2 separate regions of the Mus musculus genome follow, and region 1 is linked to region 2. A link is a contact called in public HiChIP or PLAC-seq data. All regions are on one chromosome and are shown on one strand. Each heading gives the region's core, a stretch centred on a gene start, on an enhancer-like site or on the middle of the called end of the contact. The rest is flanking DNA. Distances are from core to core; before and after follow the strand shown. Region 1 holds the start of Usp39 (ubiquitin specific peptidase 39). Region 2 holds the start of Dnah6 (dynein, axonemal, heavy chain 6).

Region 1 (3,878 bases), core at 492-2,991, 880 kb after region 2:
CCCCTCCTTGCCTCCTATAGTTCTCTCCCCTTCTCTCCCCTCTTACACACACACACACACACACACACACACACACACACACATACACACTTAAAATCTAGGTCCTACATATGGGAAAAACATGCAATATTGGTGATTACTCTTTCTAAATTATACTGAATTCGCTTAACATCTTTAGGTTCACCATTTCCCTACAAATGACATTTCTTTATGGCAGAATTAAAGAAGACATGTTAATATATGCCACTTGGTTGACTCTTTAATCTAAATGTGCCTAGGTTTCCTTAATTTTGTTTTTGTAGTGTGTGTGTATAGGCAAGAGGACGACACTGGGTGCTCTTGTCTGTATTCTCTACCTGTTCCTTTGAGATAGGGCCTCTCACTTAACCTGTAATTCAGCTGACAGCCACCAAGCCCTAGTGGTCCTCCTGTCTCCATTTCCCACATGGCTAGGACTATAGGCATGAGCCCACTGTCAGCTTTTTCCACGGGTGCTGGAGTTTTGGACTCATGCTTGGACAGTAAGCTTTCTCACCAATTGAGCCAATCTCCTCCGTTTGTTTGCTTATTAGTGGACATACTAAAAACATCTGTCTCTGATAGGCAATGAGGCAGACAAGTGCTCACGTAGGTAAGTTTTCCCCACCCATACCCAGTCCCTATTTCAGCCACATTGGAGCTGCACTGCTGGTGTCCAGACCACTTGCTTAACTGACCATGAGAGGAACCAAGGCTTTTGAGGGTCTAATAGTGCATAGCCTTCTCTTGTTTCTTTCCTTCTGGCATGTAGCCTAGGATAGTCTTGAATTAACTATGTAGCTCAGTTGGCCTTAAACTTTGGGATTTGTTTTGCCTGATCCTGAGAGTATAGCTTTCCAAGTTTTCAGTTTAAAATGTAAACATCAGAAACTTATTAGAGCAGTGACAGAATCAAGTGCATCTGCTTGATGGAATTGTTATATTGAAAGTAAAGGAACAGACTGCCTTACCCTAGACGTGAATGAGACCTGGTCAGAAAGAGGAAACACCGACTCATACTTGAACATAAAATTCTAGGAAATGTAGTCACTATTGTGGTTTGGGTGGGATTCCACGTGGGCACAGGACATTTCTGGGGTGAGACAAGTTTCTTCTCTTGAATCTGTAAGTGTTCATACATCGCAATTTAGCAAATTAGACACATCAAACGTGTACTATCTTGTATATCAATTATACTTCGATGGAACTGTTCAAATAGGCAGGGACTAAGGCATGACTCAGTGGTAAGGCTGAATTTGAAGTTTTATTAGCTAAACAATAAATGCGCCTTAGCAGAGTATTTGCAAACTCATTTCAAGAGCCCTTTAAATATGATACTAATTGAAGTTCCCAGGTACAAGCCTGAATGAAGGAGTTAATTTGGGAATACTGACTCCTTTTCCTGTGTAGGTCATCAGTCCCTGATCAGGGGACATCTCTGGATCGTCGTTTCGAGACACAAATTGTCCTGAAGCTATCTCGGGTGGAGTGCTAGCTTCCTTTTCCCTAAAATGAAAGTAGCCTGTGAAAGGTTCCTATTTAAGCCGTGAAGAGATGTTGGACAAGGACACAATATGTTCGAAACTATCTCGGTTGGGCCAGCAGCGCTTATAACGTTTTATAAGCCTGTATTGTCCCTCACAGCGACTCGTAGCGCGCTGCGTTTCTATGAGGCCATCTCGACTTCTGATTGGCTGCTTGCTGCCCGTGCTCGGCGCCGGCGCGGAAGCTCCTAACTGGTGGTGGCGATGTCTAGCCGGTCCAAGCGGCAGTCCCATGGTTCCACCCGCGGGAAGCGTGAGTCCGAGTCTCGTGGCAGCTCGGGTCGCATCAAGAAGGAGCGAGACCGTGAGAAGGAGCCCGAGGCGGCGAGCTCCCGGGGTAGCCCGGTCCGCGTGAAGCGGGAGGCCGAGCCGGCTGCGCGAGAGGTCCCGGCGCCCGCGCTCCCGGTCGTGCGGGTGAAGCGTGAGCGCGAGGCCGATGAAGACTCGGAGCCCGAGCGGGAGGTGCGAGGTGCGCGGGGCCGGGCCGGGCGCGTCCTCTTCCTTCGCCTGCTTTCTTCTTTCTCCTCCTATATTTTTAAAGACGGGTCTCAGGAACTTGAAGTTGTAACCAGAGATGGCCTTAGACTCTTGCTTCCCCTTCTTGAAGTCTGAGATGCCCAGTTTTTGTCTGCTTTTTACTTTTCCTTTCTTCTGCCTCCCTGACCAGGCTTGAATCCAGCAGGCTGGATTGCCTGTCATAATACATCACAGCATCTCCCTATTCACGTATAGCCTACGTGGGTCAGGTGCTCTACTGACGACTGTACAGATGGACCCTTCTCCGTTCCCCCCCACCCCCCACAAATTCCTAAGAGTCAGAGTCATGTTGTAATTTTTGGAATAAGACCATTAGTTGAGTCCCAGTGCACTCAACTCAAGTATTGACTTTGTACTAGTTGAATAGTTTGGAGACACTAATGCTTCTCCTGGGTTTTGCATGGGGGTTGTTCCATGTTGTCTTGTAAAGGATGCTGATGTAATGACCAGCCTTGGGAGACAGATAGTATTATTCCATAGAGCAATAGGTAGGGAGTAAGGTCACAAGAAGATATAATCTTCTTTAAGGGCAGGGATCTTCTGTAAGGCAACCCACTATGAGCACTGGTTCTTTTTCTATTCTATTATGGGACTTAACTCTAGGATCTGGCAAAGATGTCATATAATAGGGTACTGTTATTGCTGTAGTAGACTCTTTGTTTTAGTCTGTGATCATGTGGCTTCTGTCAGCATCCATGAAGCTGTGTCAAGCTAACACATTAGGGTTAACTTTAGTTAGAGTTAACACATTAGGATTAACTCTCAGAACCAATACAGTTCTTGTACTAATAGTAGATTTAAGGATATTCAGCTTATCTTAGTACTTGTGATATATTTCATGATACTTTTCCTGCCCATTTGATATTTATTTATTTATTTATTTGCTTATTTAGGCAGGCTCTTACTAAGTAGCCCTGGCTGTCTTGGAACTTTGTCGGTAGGCCTCAAACTCAGAGATTTCACCTAGCCTACTCACTCAAGGGCTAGGATTAATGTACACCACCAATGCCTGGCATTTATTTATGTGTATGCATGTACCATGGTGTATGTGTGGAAGTCAGTGGGCAACTTGTGGGAGTCCGTTTTCTCTCCTAGCCTGTGTGTCACAGGGATTGAACTCAGATAGTTGGGTTGCTGGTAAGCACCTTTACTAAGCCATCTCACTTGCCTGGATTCCTTTATGTAATATATAAATTAATCTTTCATTGGTTATATATGTAATAGACCTACTCTTAGTTTGCAACTTATTTCATTAGTGGCCTTTTTTTGAATGTTGTCACTAAAGGAAATGGAAAAGCTCATCTTTTTGAGATGTGTGTGTGTGTGGTCCCTGGCTGTCCTAGAACCTAACCTAACTGATCAAACTCTCCCAATCTTAGTGATCAAATGTTCCCATTTCGGTGATTTTGTTTTGTTTTGTGTTTGCTTGTTTTGTGCCTGTGATTTGAGGAGAGCCTCCAGTCCTCCATTTATGATGCTGGAGCAGATCTTGGCTGTGCTAGTTAAGTGTTCTACCACTGAGCAGATCTTGCCTGTGCTAGTTAAGTGTTCTACCACTGAGCAGATCTTGGCTGTGCTAGTTAAGTGTTCTACCACTGAGCAGATCTTGGCTGTGCTAGTTAAGTGTTCTACCACTGAGCAGATCTTGGCTGTGCTAGTTAAGTGTTCTACCACTGAGCAGATCTTGCCTGTGCTAGTTAAGTGTTCTACCACTGAGCAGATCTTGCCTGTGCTAGTTAAGTGTTCTACCACTGAGCAGATCTTGCCTGTGCTAGTTAA
Region 2 (3,509 bases), core at 370-2,869:
TTCTCTCTCTCTCTCTCTCTCTCTCTCTCTCTCTCTCTCTCTCCCTCCCTCCCTCCCTCCCTCCCTCCCTCCCTCCTTCTCCCCCTGCGCTTCGCCCTCCCCCACCTCTGATGGTGGTCTTGTGGAAGTTTGAGTACAAAATCCTACCTGCCCGAAGAAGCCCTCTCCAGCACACAGCGTGCAGCCTAAAGTGGAGAACTGAAGGCCTGGGAAGGGACAGCACCCCATATAAGGACATGCGCAGGAAGTCAAAAAGTGGGGAGAGAGGCTGAGAGCCTGAGGCTGTGCGGCTTCCCAAGGATCCAGGGCTGCCCTTTCAATGCTATCCATCCTGCTGCTTGGATGCCTTACTTAGCATGCCTGATGGGTCTTTCCTGTTTATCTTTCTCCTAACATCCGACCTTCGTCATTAAATAAGACCTTTGCTGCTAAATTAGTGTGCACTCATAAAATGTGTCATGTTAAATTTATGAGCTTCTAAAAAGCCAAGTTGCCAAATATATATATATATATATATATATATATATATATATGTATGTATGTATGTGTATGTATGTATGTATGTATGTATGTATATATATATATATATATGTATATATATATATATATATATATATATATAGTGTTTAAACACTCCCCAGGGCCAGTGAGATCGGTCAGCAGTCAAAGGCACCTGCTGCCAGGCGCAATGACCTGACTTTCATCCCCGGCAGCCACATAATGGAAGAACGGATCCGAACTAAATTCTCCTCTGGCTTCCACATACACACTGTAGAACCTACACACACACACACACACACACACACACACACACACACACACACAAGCACTCATGCGCGCACAAAATAAAATGTTTTGTGAAAACTGTAATGTGTTCCCTGAAAACTTCACATGACAAGAGACAAAATGTCAGCCCAATACTCAGGGCGCGTGTGAGGAGAGGTGGGGTAGATTGAGTGGTCTGTAATCTATACTCCAGCTCTGTATAATCTACTTGACGATAGGCGGGCTCAAAGGCGCACTCTGTTTTCTCGGCTTCTGTTAGCGGGTGGCTATCCAAGGCACGGTTAGAAAGCGGAGGAGAAAAAGAACGTAGTTCCAGCAGTGATCACGACATTTTGTAGGTTGAAAAGCAGCCTCTGCCAACCCGGGAAGCAGTTCCCCAAGGTAGGTGAAAGGGCTTCCATAGTTCGCCCAACCTTCGCCTGAGGCTCTTGAATCTTTCACCTCAGCATTTTAAGATGTGGGCGAACGTCAAGTCATACTCAAGCCTCTTGAGAAACAACAGATACCTACAGAAGGTTGGATTGCAGATCATGGATCGTCCAGAAACGAAGGAACACATAAAAAGACGGGACCTCCTATGCCTGCTTGCCCAAGCTGCCTGAGATTTCCATTCTAAAGCAGGAATCCTCCGGGTGGGGCCTGCTCCCTGACAACTAATGACGTCAAATACTCTGGGAACACCGATTGGCTCAATTACTTGGCGCGCTCCAGGAGAGCGAGAGCAGCTCCTCGAGACTGGCTGGCAGCGACTGACCGGCTCCTCCTTAGTGCAGTAAGCGTCCTTGGTGGCCCAGTGGTTGCTAAGCAACGGGAAACATTTTCTCCTGGGACTAGACTTCTGTTCCCAGACCAGGTATTGCTGGGCCTCTGGAGACCCTTCGGGAACGCTGCTGTTGAACCGCTTGGTGAGTCCATTGGAACTGAACTTTGGGCAGAGTCAGACACTCAGCAACCCCTCCCCAGGGATAGAAAGTCTCAGAAAAGATGGATTCAGTGATAGCTTCCTATCCCGGGGGACAGGAAAGCGAGGACTAGAGATGCTAGGCTTGCCCAAGACTACATACTGACTGTTCAAATCTAGACCTGTCCTGTTCATTAGACGCCAGGTATAAATTTACCCGGAAAGATAAGACATAGCCCTGCCTCACACAGCACCGTTATGCGTTGAAATGATAGTTTAAATATTAAGTAGAGCACATCATTAAAGTCAAGACCTTTCGTTTCTCATAGGCTTACTTGAGACGTTAAAATTGCATAAAAGACTTTTGATTTCTATTGGCACTGAGCCAGATTAAAATGTAGGCATGTCCACACCTGATTCAAGATGTTTTGTTTGTTCATTCGTTTGTTCTCTCTCTCTCTCTTTCTCTCTCTCTCTCTCTCTCTCTCTCTCTCTCTCTCTGTGTGTGTGTGTGTGTGTGTGTGTGTGTGTGTATACACCTGTGTGTGCACCTTTGCATATGAATATGGGAGGCTAGAGATTGATACTGGACTGTCTTCTTCAATTGCTTCTCCACCCTGTTTTGAAAAAACAGAGATCTCTCACCGAATCTGAAGTTTGGATAGCTTGGCTTGAAGTCCCTGAGCAGCTGCCAGCCCCTCCTTCCTGCCCCAGCCTACAGCCACCACCATAAATGCCCCCACAGAAACACTCCCCCAAGCAGCTCAACCAAAGCCACTTGTGGCCTGGAAGGCCTTCCCATCCCAAACCATGGACCCAAAGTAGGGAAAGGGGGTTGAAAAGAAAAAAAGCCACCAATCCATGGCTGGCTAGGATTCACCTGTGTGCCTCTACTCCCCTGTGCTTTGGTTACATGCAACACTTCCATGCCTTGCTTTTTACATGGGTGCTAGGGATCCGAACTCAGGTCCTTATGCTTGGTGTCTGTTTGCTGTGTATGTGTGTGTGTGTGTGTGTGTGTGTGTGTGTGTGTGTGTGTACTTGACACAAGCTAGAGTTATTTGGGAAGGACTCCCAACTGAGAAAACACCTTTGTGAAATTGGCCTAAACACTTGTCCGTCCAACATTTTCTTGGTTGATGATTGACGTGGGAAGGTGCAGTCTACCACAGGCTGTGCCACCTTTGAGTAGGTGATCATGGGTTGTATAAGAAAGCAAGCTGAGCAAGCCATGAAGAGCAAGCCACGAAGCAGTGTTCCTCAATGGCCTTTGCTTCAATTTCTGCCTTCGGTCCCTGCCCTGACTTCCCTTCAAGATGGACTACAAGCTGTAACATGAGGCAAACCCTTTCCTCCCCAAGTTGCATGTGGTCAGTGTTTTATCACAGCCATAGAAACACCAAGACACTCGTCTAACAAACAGTTTACAGATGGAGCCATCTCCCCAGACCTCTTACCTGCATCTATAAAACCAAATTCCTGGGGAAACGTTATGTGTACTGGATCTGACAAATGTAGTGCTCAACATCCTTCTCTTTATCCTTCCAAATCCAAGCAGGTGCAGGCCCAGACCAGGGCTTCTTCAAGCCAGGCAAACATCTCAGCTGTTATCCCTCTAGTCCCAGCACTCTGTGGGGAAGAACTCTGACTGGTTTTCTTTGTGGGGGGGGGGGGAATCATGTGAATTCAGTTCTCCCTGGTCCTTAATGCTCCCTCCGCTCCCTCCGTCTCCCCTCAGTTGTCTTGTCCAACCTGACCTGTTATTAGACGCGTTCTCACGACCGGCCAGGAAGAACACCACAGACCAGAATCTTCTGCGGCA

Evidence for each region. HiChIP or PLAC-seq counts read pairs in DNA pulled down with a chosen protein or histone mark.
Region 1: a contact with region 2 is called in an H3K27ac HiChIP or PLAC-seq map of thymic regulatory T cells, with 6 times the contacts expected there. The contact joins the promoter of Usp39 here to the promoter of Dnah6 in region 2. A contact is called at or near these places in 2 of 115 datasets of contacts at active chromatin or transcription factors (astrocytes and thymic regulatory T cells) and 1 of 9 other capture datasets (adipose tissue).

Annotation. Positions count from the first base shown.
Region 1 is chr6:72,343,038-72,346,915 of GRCm38.p6, reverse strand. Usp39 (ubiquitin specific peptidase 39) reads left to right here and starts at 1,741. Exons shown (of 13, transcript NM_138592.4): 1 at 1,741-2,031. The coding sequence starts at 1,767.
Region 2 is chr6:73,219,741-73,223,249 of GRCm38.p6, reverse strand. It overlaps Dnah6 (dynein, axonemal, heavy chain 6), which reads left to right and starts at 1,619. Exons shown (of 77, transcript NM_001164669.1): 1 at 1,619-1,691. Gm40377 (a long non-coding RNA gene) reads right to left here and starts at 453. Exons shown (of 3, transcript XR_869180.3): 1 at 148-453.